Regions from separate parts of the Zea mays genome. Here region 2 is linked to region 1. The links are chromatin contacts, called in public Hi-C maps. All regions are on one chromosome and are shown on one strand. Each heading gives the region's core, a stretch centred on a gene start, on an enhancer-like site or on the middle of the called end of the contact. The rest is flanking DNA. Distances are from core to core; before and after follow the strand shown. Region 1 overlaps LOC103655377 (protein FAR1-RELATED SEQUENCE 5-like). Region 2 has its middle 110 kb from the start of LOC111591383.

Evidence for each region. Hi-C and Micro-C count contacts between places; a contact is called where the count stands out from the background.
Region 2: a contact with region 1 is called in a Hi-C map of tassel, with 4 times the contacts expected there. The contact joins two enhancer-like sites. A contact is called at or near these places in 3 of 25 Hi-C or Micro-C datasets (ear, leaf and tassel).

The regions. Positions count from the first base shown.
Region 1 is chr4:84,129,459-84,137,236 of Zm-B73-REFERENCE-NAM-5.0, reverse strand. LOC103655377 (protein FAR1-RELATED SEQUENCE 5-like) reads right to left here. Exons shown (of 3, transcript XM_020551852.1): 3 at 7,008-7,698. The coding sequence ends at 7,518. Among protein-coding and RNA genes, the nearest start is that of LOC103655377, 6.9 kb to the right of the region's middle. Within about 2 kb of position 4,421, at least 18 of the 20 cell types and tissues checked have an H3K27ac peak or open chromatin away from gene starts, as enhancers often do. A contact at or near this core is called in ear, leaf and tassel, where this site is marked.
Region 2 is chr4:84,515,570-84,523,347 of Zm-B73-REFERENCE-NAM-5.0, reverse strand. No RefSeq gene overlaps it. Among protein-coding and RNA genes, the nearest start is that of LOC111591383, 110 kb to the left of the region's middle. Within about 2 kb of position 4,812, at least 17 of the 20 cell types and tissues checked have an H3K27ac peak or open chromatin away from gene starts, as enhancers often do. A contact at or near this core is called in ear, leaf and tassel, where this site is marked.

The DNA.
Region 1 (7,778 bases), core at 3,172-5,671:
GGGTGATAAGATGAACTGAACTTCAAATGTGTGCTAAAAGCTTCATGCAATTGCTGCCAAAAGTGAGAAGTGAATTGGGTTCCTGGGTCGGACACTATCTTCTTAGGTACTCCATGCAAGCATACAATCCGAGACATGTATAGCTCTGCCAGCACTGCACTATTATAGGTGGTCTTGACTGGTATGAAATGAGCCTCCTTTGTCAAGCAGTCCACTACTACCCAGATGGAGTCATAATCGGCTCAAGTGCAAGGCAAACTATGGGGGATGGATATCCCCCGGGTCCACTCAGGGGCGAAAACTTCACTCGAGGCCACAAGGCAGTCGCCCCTCTGTGGCATCCCACCGTGGGCCGAGCAAATGGAAACAGTGGAAGCAAGCCGACCCAGGAGCACGAAGGGCCCACGCCCGAGCTAGTTGCGGCTTGGATGTGATCCTGTTAAGGTCGTTCGCTTTTCCTGCACCCGACATCCTCAAACGCCGGAGATAGCTCAGAGCGGAGGCGCCGGGTTTTCCTCAGGGCAGTGAAAGTTGTTTGCTATTAATTAGGAGATAAGCACAAAAAGTACGATCAACATGTATGCGGGAAGCACTCCACGGTCGTGTATATAAGACCAAGGGGGATCCCCTCCATATCTGATCTCATTAGCATCCCACAGCTTGGTAGACACCACCTGTAATACCACTCACATAAAAATCCACCCAAGGAAGTAGGGTATTACACTCTTCAAAGTGTCCCGAACCAACTGAAATATGCCTATCTCTCTCGTGCCCAAGCGTGAACCATCGAGCTACGATCCTCGATACCGTCCTACCCAAAAGCACCACGAGGGTACCCCTAGATGTGCGGTCGGACACAAAACACCGACAGCTGGCGCGCCAGGTAGGGGGTGTGTCGTCAATCAACGCTAACTCCATGGCCATCATTTTCAAGAGCAAGATCACCTTAAGCACATGAGCTATTTTTTGCTTCAGGACCATCTCCTGCGTGGCAGATGTAGAGGGAACTCTGCACCGCATAGCAACTCCACCCAAGAAGAAATCCTCCTCGGGAACACCAAAGGGAACTAGAGTGAAACCGCAAACCATGCCCCCACTAACAGCGCGACAGGGTGTGGTCCCGCACAAGTCTGGGCTCAGAAGTCCCTATAGGGTAGAAGGCCAGTCAACCATAGCCTCCCCAACCTGGCGAACTCTGTTGTGCCTACCAAGGAGTGGACGCGGATCACCCGACGAAGGGAAATGGATATTCTGGACCAGGGTAGAATAGCACAACGAACAATCACCCCGACACCTCCGCCCTCAAAGGGGGACAAGAAGAAGCACACCGCTGCACTTGCTCCTTTCTTCCCCAACATCCTCTTCATTCAGGGGAGACTGGAGTCATCACCCATCTCTGACGATGAACCCACCGTGCTAGGGTAAGAAACTCCCTAGCGCGATGCTCGGCGATGGAGAAACAAGCGCTGAAATGTGCGGCGACATCATGAAGCCGGAGAACGGGACCTGGCACAACCTGTCTCTCGGTACGAAGCCTCAGAGATGGGGGAGACTCCTGATGAAAGAACACATCGAGAACGGCGCAACTCCCGCCGCCGAGACTGTCGTCAAGCTCTGGAATGCGAGCGGCAGCTAGATGAGCAAGATGCTAGGCTTCGATGGGAAAATTCGCTCCTTGCCTAAAACATGTACCCTGACTTTGCCCGAGCATTGAACACGCCGAGCAAAGTTGGAGGGGTCCTAGCGTAGATAGTCGACGGCCTCCCGCGAACCCTAGACGCGGAGGGCTATCGGTGGGTGCTTACTCAGACGGCCAATCATCTTCTACCTCTCGCCCACCCACCAAACGATCTACGTCATGCCATCAACAGCCGACGAGGCGCACGGAGCAACATCAGTTCTTCATGCAATCATCGGCATGAGAATGAAATAAGGTACCGGGAGGAATACGACCGCGATCATGGTGTAACGACACACAGCCGCACGACCAGGATTGAATTAGCAGCAGCCTCCACTAACAGTCCAGTCCGGGGACGGTCGAGGTGACCTAACACTCGCTCCCCTCCCTGGGATCGACGGCGTGATCATTGACAGGAGGATACGTGTGGGATCTCCGGGCTCACCCGTCGTCTTCGAGCCATCCAATGGCCTCCCAATTTCAAAGTATCTAACATCGACAAATACGAACCCATGCAGGACCCGGGGTTGGCCGGCTGTCTACACTACCACCGCTCGGGCTGCTGGAGCAACGGAGGACATCATGATGGCGTACATGCCCATCATTCTAGGGCAGGATGCGCTACAATGGCTCCGGATCTGCCCCGTCATTGCATCGATGATTGGGGAGATTTCAATCCTCAGTTTATCACGAACTTTTAGTCCCTCTCCGATAAACCAGCGCAGCCGTGGGACCTCAAATCCATCAGACGACAGAATGATGAAACTCTTTGTTCATTCCTCAGAAGATTTCAAACAATGAGAAACCGTATCCCTGAGGTTGTTGAGGCGGCTGTGATCGAAGACTTCTATCAGGGATCCAACGATCCGATTTTCGCTCAAGCCATACTTCAAAAAGCACCTGCCACCTCTGAACAATTGTTCTGGGAGGTGGACGTCTACATCACGGCGGATGAGCGGGCTCAAGACCTCATTGGAGGCACAAAGCTCGTACCACTAGCACCACGAAGGGACACAAACCAGCAACCAGACAAACGCTAGGAGAAGAGACCCTGGGAGGAGGTACACACCGCTGGGCCACCTGTCGCTCGAGCCCACGGTGCACCCCGCGGAGGGGTAAGGACACTGGATGAGATCCTCGTCTCCTAGTGCCTGTACACAAGTACATGCGGCACACCCTGTGGGACTGCAGGGATTTCAAAAACTCCATCGGGCATGGCCGACCAATCCAGCCGCTACCGCCTCCCCCACCTCGAGGAGAACCTAATGAGCCTAGGAAGCCTCAGCAGCAGGAAGGGGGTAGAGGCAGAGCTTTCCTGCGCATCAATAGGGAGGTCAATGCCATATTCGGAGGCCACGCGCGCAAGAAAGCAAAATGCAACAAAAACTTAATGATCGGCAAGTTCTAGTGGCCACAAACAGCGCTCTAGCTCCTTTCCGATGGTCAGAGCACACAATATCCTTCAGCCGAGCTGATCAGTGGCTTAACTTCGATCACCCCGACAAATACCCACTACTCGTCGACCCTATAATCTAGGAAAGTCGTGTTAAGAAGGTACTGGTGGATGGTGGTAGCAGCATCAACGTCACCTTTCCCCGAACGCTTCAGGCCCTAGGGGTCACCATCGATGATCTCACTGAGTCGAATACTCCTTTCTTTGGGATCGTGCCGACTGAAGGGGAGTACCCAGTAGGACACATCTACATGTCTGTCACCTTTGGAACCCCAGAGAACTACCGAACTGAGTTCCTGAGGTTTGAGGTGGCGTGTTTCGACTGCGGGTACAACGCCATTATTGTGAGACCGCGGTTGGCGAAATTCATGGACATCCCACACTTCCCATATATGATACTGAAAATGTCAGGTCCTAAAGGGATCATCACCGTGCGTGCTGACTTCGAAGGCGCCACAGAATGCTTCTGTGGTGCCATTCAGACGGCTCTCACTGCTGGGCCCTCGGTAGCCCTTCCCGCACAAGTTGATGGAAAGCCGGTGGAAGAAGATTTTACAATCCCTCCGAATAAAGCCCCGGTCGTGACCTCTATGCGGTCGATCGAAGAAACTAAAAGAATCAACCTTGGATTCTCAGACGAACGCAAGACCACAGTCATCAGTTCCAGCCTCGACGACCAATGGGAAAGCGCGCTCGTCCAGTTCCTCCAAGATAATCGTCCAGTTCGCATGGCAACTGTAACACCCCAGAATCATATTTTGGGTAATTTAGGAAAAGTTATTCCAAGATGTTAAATAAATCCATGTGTGTATAATAAAGAAATTAAAGTGACCAAATGAAAAGTGAAAAGATTTTCATATGAAATAAATTACTTATTTGAATAATATATTTAAGAGACATTCTCTAGAATGTATAGGGTAAATTATCTTTCAGTAAAAGTCACATGATAGATATTATTGTCCTAAAATGAATCCTTTTTTATTCATCATATGAGTTGTATGTTTAAAAGCATGTGCAAAAAATAATGAATAAATAAAATTGTACTTTTGCATTCATATTGGGATTTTTGGCTGGTGCATTTAGTTGGATACTCAGACCTTGATTTGAGTTTATTAATTTGTTTGAAAATCAAACTTGAAAATAGAAAATAAAAGGAAAACAGAAAAATACAAGGAAAAAGGAAATCATTGTTTGGGCCCATTTCCCAGTCGGCTTGCTCACCCTCACCCTTGTCTTGGCCAAATCTCAAAAGGCCTCGTGGCCCAGCCTTGCTAATGCGCGTGTCTGGGTGTCACCTGCCACTACACAGTGGGGCTGCTGGGACAGCATCCCTGCCATGCTCTCACTCGCGTCCTTCGCTGGCAGGCGGGGCCGGGTGGTCAAGATCGTCTTCAACCGAACCCGGTGCAAGCTCTCCGCCGAGTATCTCGCGCCTGCCCCAACCATCGCTCGCGCTAGGCTTCTTCCTAGGCGGAGCATATATGAGGAATCCCGTGCCCCTCTCCTCATTCATCGGTGTTGTCGACCGTGGGCCGCCAGCGCCGCTGTGAGGACCCGGGATGCCGCCACGGGAGAACCTGGGAACACCATCGCTCGAGCTCGGGCGTATGGTCTGGGCGACTCTCTAGGGTGCGTCGATGGCGCCTGCGACCTCGATGTGCTCGGATCTTGTGCTAACGATGGCGGATTGTTCACTGATGAACTATCTCCATCGCGTTACCACACCTCATCTTGGGCAACACCGTATCCACCGCCGCCGCCGGTGAGACCCCTCTCGGCATGTTCGCTATCTTCCCCTCTAAGTTTAGCACCGATCAATTTCAAGGTTGGGACGGTTTGGCGTCACATTGTGTGGCCGCCGGTGAAGCTCCGCCGCGGGTATGCCTTGCGGCGCCGCCGTGTTCGGCTGGGGTTGGTGGCGTGGTCTCGTCCGTCGATCGCTTGGTTAATGGCTAGGATTGATTCTAGAGTTACTGGTTCAGAAATAAAATCTGGTCCATCGATACAGGATCGTGCGGCCGATGGTGGGTATCGGTTCGGATTTTGATCTCGACCGTCCGATCCAAATTATGCGCGTAAGATTTGATCTCAGTGTTTAAAATCTGGGTCGTTGATCTCGAGATCATTGATTCTCAGTGCATACCGGTTCGATTAAATAGCGATCTAATCGGTGCCATCCGTTGGTGATTGAACGGATCTCATTGGTCGGTACCCCTTTGCCATAGCAATTTCGCTTATAAGCCCCTGTAGTTTTTAGGAATAAACATGCTAACCAATTTCAGTAGTACAAAAATATGATTAAAATGAGTACTTTGCAGTTTAGACCCAGGAAAGTATTTATACTGTAATAATAATAGTAAAGTGACCTAGGAACCTATTTAATTCATAACTATTCCATAGTAACTCTGATTTGACCCATTTCAGTTGCGTTAGCTTCACAATAAAACTGTTTACACGTTAAAAACATTGTCTATATCATTCCACATACTTTTATAAATGAATATTTATTTGACTTATGGTAGTGAATTAATCATTCTAGTTAAAAGTCAATCTGACTATAATCATAATCTAGCTAAGATATGGTCTCTACTCAAGTTATAACTTAGTTTAAAAAAATTGAGTTAGTTATTCATTAATAATATTCTTCTCACATGATTTATATTAATTAACATATAATTTATCTTTTATTGTTTAATCACCTAAATCTTTGGAAAATCATATCCTCTTAACCGTAACTCTGAATTTAGTGGTTCTCGAACCTACGTCCTCATAGCAATGCATAGAATATTATTATGCAGTTTGTCCTTATGTTTGGTATGATGTTAAATTTGCCTATACACTGTTTGTTTGTATTGCTACGAGTCACTTGAGGAGTAAGTTGGTACCTGGGAATCTTGAGTCTCAGGCAAGTTGTGCCCTTGATCACTTTTCTCTACCTAATAATGTTCATGTTAATCACTGTGATATACTCAGGTTAATTTGATGGGACCTAATAGGTTTCCCAAGCATTATTTATTCCCCACCTTGCAAACAGATGAATTATTGGGTATATTTACTATTTCTCTATCTGGTTTTGGGAAACTAATGTTTTATTATGATCATGTTCCAATTATGTTGTAGTTTAATTACTGTTCATGATAAGATCATATTGTTAATTGGAACATGGAAAACCACCTGAGAAAATAGTGCTACCACAAGGGTGGAATGGGACACCCTTATCCAAGTAATTAAGTAAGCTAGGGAGAGATTACCTTACCCAGAAGCGGCAAGCGGGGAGGCGTCGCTGCTAGAGTACATGGAGGTCCTCGGGTCGAGCTATTTGTAAAGCTTTTTGGACGAGGGATTCCTATGCTTCCTTCTTCCTGAATCCATAGCGGGTTTTCTCGAACTAGTAGAACTTTGGAAAGGCCTTGTAGTGCTACCCTGCCTCGCTTCCTTGGTAGAGGTGTATGGGGTCCGTACAACCCCGTGGCAAATGGGTAACACGACTTGTGGGTAAAGATGCACAACCTCTGCAGAGTGTAAAACTGGTATATCAGCGGTGCTCACGGTCATGAGCGGCTCGTATACTCACATGATTAACTTATGGAATTAAACTTAATTTGTCATATGCATTGCATTGTGGGTGTTGTTATTAATCTTGAACTCTTATTTAATTGGGTTGGTATCTACTTATACCTAGTAACTGCTAATAAAATTTTGACCAACTTTAAAAGCAATGCTCAGCTTTAACCATCCTCTTTGGTAAGCCTTACACTTCACATGAGCTCCATCCTTTGGTGAGTTCATGCACATTATTCCCCACGGCTTGTTGAGCGATGAACGTATGTGGGCACACCCTTGCTGTACTCGGGATCGTATCATGTGTTCATCGAGCTCCCGTGCACATGTGAGCACTTTTAATCTGGACCATCCCTTCCTCATCCAACGTCCAGCGACATTTTTACAGATACACCCTCCCACGTAGGTCCTGTAGTCTCTGGTTTGCCCGTGGACCGGACCGGACTGAACCGGGCACCCTGCGCTCTGCTCCCAAATCGATCGTCGTCCTCCCCGCCAGTCCTGTCTGCCGCGTGCTCAAGTCCCCTGCCAGCGCTGTCCATGTGGCTGTTCGAGCTCGCCATGGCCACCCAGGCCGCCAGAGGCGCCACGACCACGGGCGGAGGCGGAGGTCCCACGACCACGCGGAGGCGGAGGCGGACGCGGGACTGCCCACCGGCGTCACAGCTAGCGTCAGGAAGAGCCAGCGACAGCGAGAGTTGGTGCGGTCGTCATCAGTCACAGGCGTCGTCCGTTTCTGCCGCCCACGCTCGATCCCATGTGCAGAGGAATTGTTAAGTTCATTTTTTTCTGAAATTTTAGCTATGGAAAACGAAATTGTTAACTTCAATTTTTTCCTGAAATTTCTAAAATTTCAGGTGGAGGATTCAAGATTTGTCCCCTTAAGTGTCGCAGGTTCAGCACCTTATGCAGATTGAAAACATGTCTGATGTAAAAACATGGGAACAATTGACTCCAAAACTGATGAGGACTATCAGGTTCCTGAAGCTGATATAGAGGTGCAAATGTCCTGAAGCTGACATAGGCTAGTGATTTGTAAAATGACTTGTGATGGAATCTTGTAATTGATTGCTCATAGAGTTTGTA
Region 2 (7,778 bases), core at 3,563-6,062, 390 kb before region 1:
ATGAGCATGGACGACGGTGGTGGGCCGGAGCAATAGAGCGACGGCGGCAGCGAGGCAAGGCACGGGTGCGAGAAAGAGAGGAGATCGAGGGTGCTGTCTAGAGAGTTTCCTATCATCCGTTAACTCCCATCAGCTAACTCGGTAGATGACAAGAGTTAACTAATCTCCTTCGACCATTCCGATAAGCCGATAGAAATTAGTTAACTCTCGCCGGCTGCTAAGTTGACCGGCGAGAGTTAAGTAAATTCCCGTAGATTATAATTTGTCCGACGAGAATTAGTTAACTCTCGCCGGCTTGGTCAAAGGCTGACGAGAATTATTTTAAGCGACGAAAATGTTCACGACTCCTGCTGTACCCTAGTACATGTCCATATTATTGTTCTTTGTGTGCCTTAGAGTGAGAGGAATAGTCAATTCATTTTGTGTCCACCTGTACCATCTATAACCATAGCAGATAGACATGCATAGGAGGGTCATCCTTCCGCTGGTCCCTGGATGCGAAGCATATGGTCACCCATCTCCATGTAAAACCAGCATAATATATAGCTGAAGAAGGAGACCTATCGACAGAACGCAGGAAATTCTGTTGATTGCCCCTGGCCCCAGCATCGTCAATGGGGACTGTTGGTACCTACCTTGTAAACGTAGAAGCAGAGACATGCTGATCCAGCAGCGCCGCAACTTGGATCGAAGATAGAGCTTCTCTTTTTGAGTTGTCGCTCGCAGGCTCGGACGCGAATGAAAGGGGCATCAAGTCACTGTACTGAACCCTGTCCATGGATGGATATGATACTGCGTCACTGAAAGCGCTGTTGCAAGCTCAACCATGCAGATCGTTCTCCACGTCGCCACTCGCTTGGCATTAATCCGTATCGAATTCTACTACTTTTACACTGTTTTGTTGTTTTTTGTCTTTATAAATTATATGGCTTTGAATCCGAACAGCAACGAAACGAGTGAGAAGTGAGGTGAGGACCCCGCTTCTACTTTTCGAGACGGAGGAGGACGAAGCAGCGGCCGTTCCTTTCAAAAGCCGCCGTGCAGCTGGGTGCAGCTACCAAGTGGAGTGGTCAGCTACTAACCACGTGTGTCAGAGCCAAGCAAGCTGCACCCACAAGTCTAACCTAACCAGCAGCCGGCGACCACCTACAAAAGGCGTCGGTTCACGGGCCTACAATACAAATAAACGCATCAAACCATCCTGCTGCTGCTGCATCTCTCATGGCCTTCGTCCTTCCTGTGCATGTCGTCTAGTCTAGCAGCTTGCTGGAGCTACTAGCATTGGACGACGACGTCTCGAGGTAAACACCATCGATCGATCTACTGACGTACGTCTTAGTTCAGAGCATCGCTAGCTCTTCATGCTTTGTAGTTAAGAAAATGCCTGGTCGTGGAAAGATACATCTATTTTGCTTGTTTTTTTGAAGTAGCGTAGCTTTGCAACATGGTGACACTGACGATCTCTCTCTTCTGTTTGTGTTTCATATATTGACAGGTCTCATGCGCAGAGACGTCTATATATATGCAAAAAAAAAGGCGATGCTGCGTGCTCCGTACCGGGCTCTTTGTCAGGTAAACAGCCCTTGGATTCGGGCCTCGAGTTCGTTGTCTGTTCGACCTCGCATTCACCTGAACCCACTGCAGAACCCGGATACATGGTTGGAAGTTGGAACCACATGAAACATATTCTGAAAAAAAAAATAAACCCTCCTTTTGCGATGAACTCATGTACAACAATTTCACACCTACCTGTTTTCAATATATAAAATAAGATAATATTGTAGATCTATCTAACTCGAATTTTCTTGTATGCACAGTACAGTAGGGTGTGCAGAGCTTTCCACTTTTCTGTGGTTGTAGGGAGTAGATTCTGTGGTTTAAACCGTTTGTTAGCCGTTTCGTTTAACAGGGATTGGGATCTGAGACTATTCCGGCTAGTCAATGCTAATATAAATAAACCTATCATTCTAGCTGGAACTAACCATTCCAACGGAACCGTTCCGGTATAAACGAAGAACAAGCCTTTATTAGGAGGTAGACAACGATTTAAGACACACTAAGCTTAGGTCATGTTTGTTTGTGCTTTTTCAGATTCTGGCCACAAAAGACTGTTGCGTCCTAACAAATGTTCTTGATTTTCAGCCCGCTTCTATAAGAATCGTTTTGGTAAAAATTGTTCAAAATCAATATGAACATAGAATCAGTCGAGTCGTCATGATAGTAGAAATTCATCACTTTTTAGATCTTGAATTTTTTAGACCACTTCATTTTACTCCGCACGTAATACTCACGATATACATATTCTTCTTACAGTTAGATTCTCTCTACAGCTATATTCTCAGAAAAGCTAATCTGAAAAAAGCTAATCAATAGGTCATATATATCTTTTCCTACCGCGCAGCTCATCTTCATTATTCTCATGCCGACATCAACGAAACCGGCTGCGTTGATGTTCACCAACGAAACGCCCAAAGCAATACATAGATCTCAGTCCAACGGTGTTCATGTGGATTTTTTGTGGGGTATCCATGTGGAAAATTGATGTGGTGTTAACGTACTTAGGTTTCTCGGTTCTTTTTAATTTTTAAACATAACTTATACATTTAGAAAAGCCAGAACATCATATTATAATTTAAAGTGGAGGGGCGGGGCACTCGAGAAAAACAACACTAGCTTATTTAAGCATAAATGGATACGTCAAAAAAAATCCAATATATCAAAGATGTTTGGTTTCTAAGGACTATTTTTAGTCCCTCTATTTTCTTCTATTTTAGGTCCTAAATTGTCAAATACGGAAATTAAAACTTTATTTTAGTTTCTATATTTGATAATTTAGAAACTAAAATAGAATAAAATGGTGTAACTAAAAATTAGCCCCTAAAATCAAACATTCCCTTAGGCCTTAGTACAACTCCCCGAAATATAATATATTGACCATTTGCTTGTGCCCTTGTAGAAATGGATGCAAAACAATTTACCTGCTTTCTTTTTATATGTAAAATACAGAAATTTCAAAGCTAAGAACATTATTTTTTATCTCTCTAAGAAAATAAAATAAGACCAAATTACCCTACTGTATACTACCTACGTTTTCAAATATTTGTCGTTCGCTAGTTAATTTTTGAACTAAAACACGACAAATAAAAAGAGCGTATGGAGTAGTATACGTTTCCAATAGTGCATACATATAAGAGGTCGGATAGGCAACGAACTTGAGCGCCGCAACGAAGGACTGTATATTTGACATGGCCAGGTATGGAACAACATGCATCATGTATATCGCTGCACCATTTCGTCATTGTTTAAATCGATTGCCTCCATGCATATGCTCTCTATACAAAACACTTCATCTGTTCTAAAATATAATATGTTTTATTTTTTAGGTATATTGTATTTATTATATATCTAGATACATAGTGTATATCTAAGTGTATTGTAAAAGCTACTCCCTCGATTCTAAATTATTACGAGACGTTGGCGTTTACGAATCTATTTACTTTATTATACAGTTAGATATACCATATGTCTAGACACATAGTAAAAAAAAATATCTAAAAAGTTAAAATATCTTATAATTTAAAATTGAGAAATATGTATCTTGAAAATCCAAAACATATATAGAATGAAGGGAGTATTTTTTTTATAATGTACACAACTTGAAAAACAGGCTAAGCTTACTTGTTTGCATTGTACGGTCAAATGTTTTCCTTGCTTTGGTTACTTAGATATATAGATAGGTAGTCTCATTACAGACGGTTTGGAAGTGTCATTGCATGCAGTTTGAGTTTCCCCGTCGGTCTGGGCATGCAGTTGTCGTCCGAGCTAAAGGAGTGAGGGCGAAGGTACATACGTGAGCGAGATAGATGAGAAAGACGATGTGCGTGTGCCTGTTATCTCTCTCTACATACTGGCGTTTATTAAAGGATCAGTTTAAAAACTTAAATCTTTTTGGACCCCTCTACTTTTTTTAAAAGTAAGAAATTCATGAGGATCTGATTTAATAAGATATTTATTTATTACGGGAGTCTTTTTTTTTCTTTTAGGTTTGGTTTTCTTTGCTTTCAGATTAGTCCTAAGGGGTCAGTGTCTGCCTTTCTAGGCACACGTACGGAGGTGAAGCTAGGACTGAGGCTCCAATGCTTGAGTGGTACCGAATAGTACGGAGTATGTCCTAGATTTTAATGTCTTGTTTTTGTTAAGTTGTATTTCAGAAGATACTAGCAAAAAAAGGTTTATTTTAAAATTACTCTAGTTGTTCGGAGAGTACCAAGCCACTAGACTGTTCGTTTCGGATTAAATCAAACAGTTAGAATTGCTGCAGCTATAATTTATAGAGATAAAACATTGTGTAAGAGCAGTAGAAGTCGGGCGAATAGCCGACACGTTTCAAACGGAACCTCGTCGTGGCAGAACGGACACAAAATCCATCCATACTTCAGTTTTTATCTGACAAAAAGAAATCATCGCTTCAGTGGCGGTTTGGTTAGATGTTTCTGTCAGGGATCAGTTTAGAGTGGTATATATTCCCTTTGTTTTTTTGTTTGGTTAGGCTAGTTCATAACGGTTAACACATACTCATCTCTTTTCGTTACGACTTTCCAGCTAGTGGTAATACATAACATTAACTAACCAGATATATCTCGCTTTCTATTGCACCGTAACTAATAGCAATGGGATGCCCCTGGTGGCTGCGCAGTGGGTCCGTGGGGCGAAGGCGAAGCTGACCACGCCTAGACCGTAGCTGCGTGGCTGTGGACCGGTGCGGCAACGGAGGGAGAGGCGGGGTCCGGCCAAAGGCCAACACCTGCGGCCCAGCCCCGTACCGTACCGTACCTCCCCAACAGGCCGGGCCAGGGGGCAGGGCCGCAGGGGCCCTGGTGCTGTACTGCTGTCCGAACTCCGAAGTGATGAAGCGCGCAGCCGCACGCCGGCCGCATGGAGTACGTTCGATCCGACGTGAGGCACCTGCTTCGCGTACACAGAGTCCGAGTCCACTGCATCGATGTTTGCTTGCTGACAAGTGGACTCAACGTGAGGTCCGTGAGTTCCCTCTACACTGCTCTCTGCTCTGCTGCGGCTGCGGGTGGTTGGTCGGTGAGCGGGGTGGACGGAGCGCGCCGTCGTAGCATCGCGGTGAGCTGGCCAGCTGGGGTGTGGGGTGGGGATAGGGGGGGAACCGAACAGGTGGCATTTGGCGGCATGCGGCAGCAAATGCGTCCAGCGTACTCCAGTTTGTGCCGGCCTGGCGAAACTCTGACGGGCCCCACTTTCTGCCTCGTCCTTAGACGAGTTATTTGCCCATTCGCCATTATCAAATACGGGTTTCGTCCAAATGCCATCATAAAAATGGGTTTCGCCGCTACGCTATTTTCAATCATTGTTCAACAGACAAAATGCCATTTTATCCCTTCAGCACATTATAACCTTCGGCCATTTAACGCCGTTAACTGTACAAATAAGAGGAGCGTTCGAAAACTGGCACATAGGCTGTTCCAACCCAGGTTCAAAAAAAAACGTCCAGACCAGGTTCAAAAACTACTCCACCCTTGGTTCAAATAAGAGTAGCGTTCAGACCAATAAATTGCTCCAACCCAGGTTCAGATAAAGCGTCCAGACCAAGCTGACTAGTGCTGTTCTGATGGAAGTTGGCGCAAAAAAAATTCTGTGCTTTCTAGCGCACAGTACAGAGAAGCACACCAATCTGCAACAAAATCCAATACAGTACAGTTTTCAGCACGGTGCAATTTTCAGCACAGAAATTTCAGCACACCAATCGATAAAGTTCAAATAAAATTTCAGAGATGTTCACAATTCAAATGACCACATAGGTGTTCATAGTTTAGACTCACTGGTTTCATAGATGTTCAGACAGAAAGATATTAAAATTTACACACATTGGACTCATAAAAAGAGTCACACAATTCATATACATTGATTTCAAACAAGTCCAAACAGACTTTGCTTGGTGGCATACACTTGCTGTCAGGTTCATTCACTTGCTGTCAGGTTCTTCTTCTTCTTCCTTGGTGTCATTTTTTTGCAGGCTTTGCATTCTTTGTTGTTGTAAGCTTTGTTGGCGACACATCCAAATCTTTGTTGCTGCCAAGGTTGAAGTCAGCCTGCTCACTTGTGCTCTCCCCAAGCAACATAGCAAGCCCCCTGCAAAAATGATTGAATTAGAATGCAGTTACCATTAGCTGCAACACTAGAATGCAGTTCACAAATAGTGCAGACCTTCTAGTCAATCTAATAGGCTATCTTGTAATATTGTTTCTCTATTTGGTCTGATAGGACTTGATATGATAGCATTTGCCTCTTGCACATTTTGGTCTGCATTAGCTGTCTCTACTAGGTGAACGCTTCATTACCTCTGCTCTCCAATTGAACAACAATTGAAAACTCTGTTCCCAGCTGCCATGCAGTTCTCGTAATGCCTTCTGTCTTCCTTTCCATACAGTGTCATAGTGAATCTCACAACAAAAGTCCTCCTGTAACTTGTCCCTCAGCTCAACAGTCTTCATGGCTGGTTTCTTTTGTAGGATATGAACAGCTTTAGAAGCTACCCGAGCACTAGTGGGTGTAGTGGTTTTCCTTCTTGCACTTGATGTACAGGTGTGACCACCAATCAGCACAGTCACCTGAATAGATAAAAAATTCATAAATCACTAATAGCTTTAGTGAAACGATAAAATACATGCTATGTAAAATGACTACTAGCTGCACCAAAAAATACCATAACCGTTTTTCCATCTGGTTGTCTCCGTCCAACAATATGCCAAGGACATCCATCTCCTTTGCAATACCCAATGTACCTAGTTCGGTCAGTTTTTGCGATGTGCAGCTCAAATTCCTCATTTATAGCAAATTGGCGCATAGCCAATCTAAACTCTTTCATGTCAGGATACACTGTGCCAATACTCATGCTAGGCTTACCTGGGTCGTGCACAAACACCCTCTCCTCAGGCACATCTTCATCAACTAGAATCGCTGCGCCAAAACTATCATCGAAAACATTAGGAGCCTCACCATCAACCCTCCCTGCCTCACCATCAACCCTCCCAGCATCACCATCATTGCCCATAGCATCTGCAGGAGGATTCTCTTCATCAACCGTCAAGCCCAAGAGGTTATACAGCTGATCCTCATCTATTACTTCCAGCCTTCCCTCTTCATCCTGTCTTTCTACTATTTGCAGTGTGTTCCAATCAATATATTGTGCTTGTGGCACATTGTCAATAGCAACAATTGGGTCAACAACAGCTAAAGTAAGCTCAGGCTCTCCATCGAGCCTATAACAAATTTTAATGCAACGAAGTTAGTAGTTAGAAGTTAGCTAGAACTGATCTAATACATCTTAGCTGCAAACTATAGTGCAAATAGAAGGTACAGAGAACTTACATTGCAACAATATCACTAAGATTGGAATCCATGTTTACAAAAAGAGGACAGTTTGATCCTACGCACTGCATCTCAGAGTAAAACATCAATTAGAGTGGAATCCAGTGTTGCATCTATGTCATGGTAGCCAATCCACCAAAATGAACTAACCTGGATGGCCTTGGGCGACGGCGCGGCCTCGATGGGCTTGGGCGGCGGTGCAGACTGGAGGCCTTGGGCGGCGTCGCGGACTTGAAACCCTAGGCAGTGCTGGTGGCGAGGCCTGGGCGGTGGTGGTGACGAGGCCTGGGCTCCGGCGACGGCAAGGCCTGGATGGCCTAGGCGGCGGCGGGGGCGAGGCCTGGATGGCCTAGCCGGCGGCGGCGGCAGGACCTGGGCAG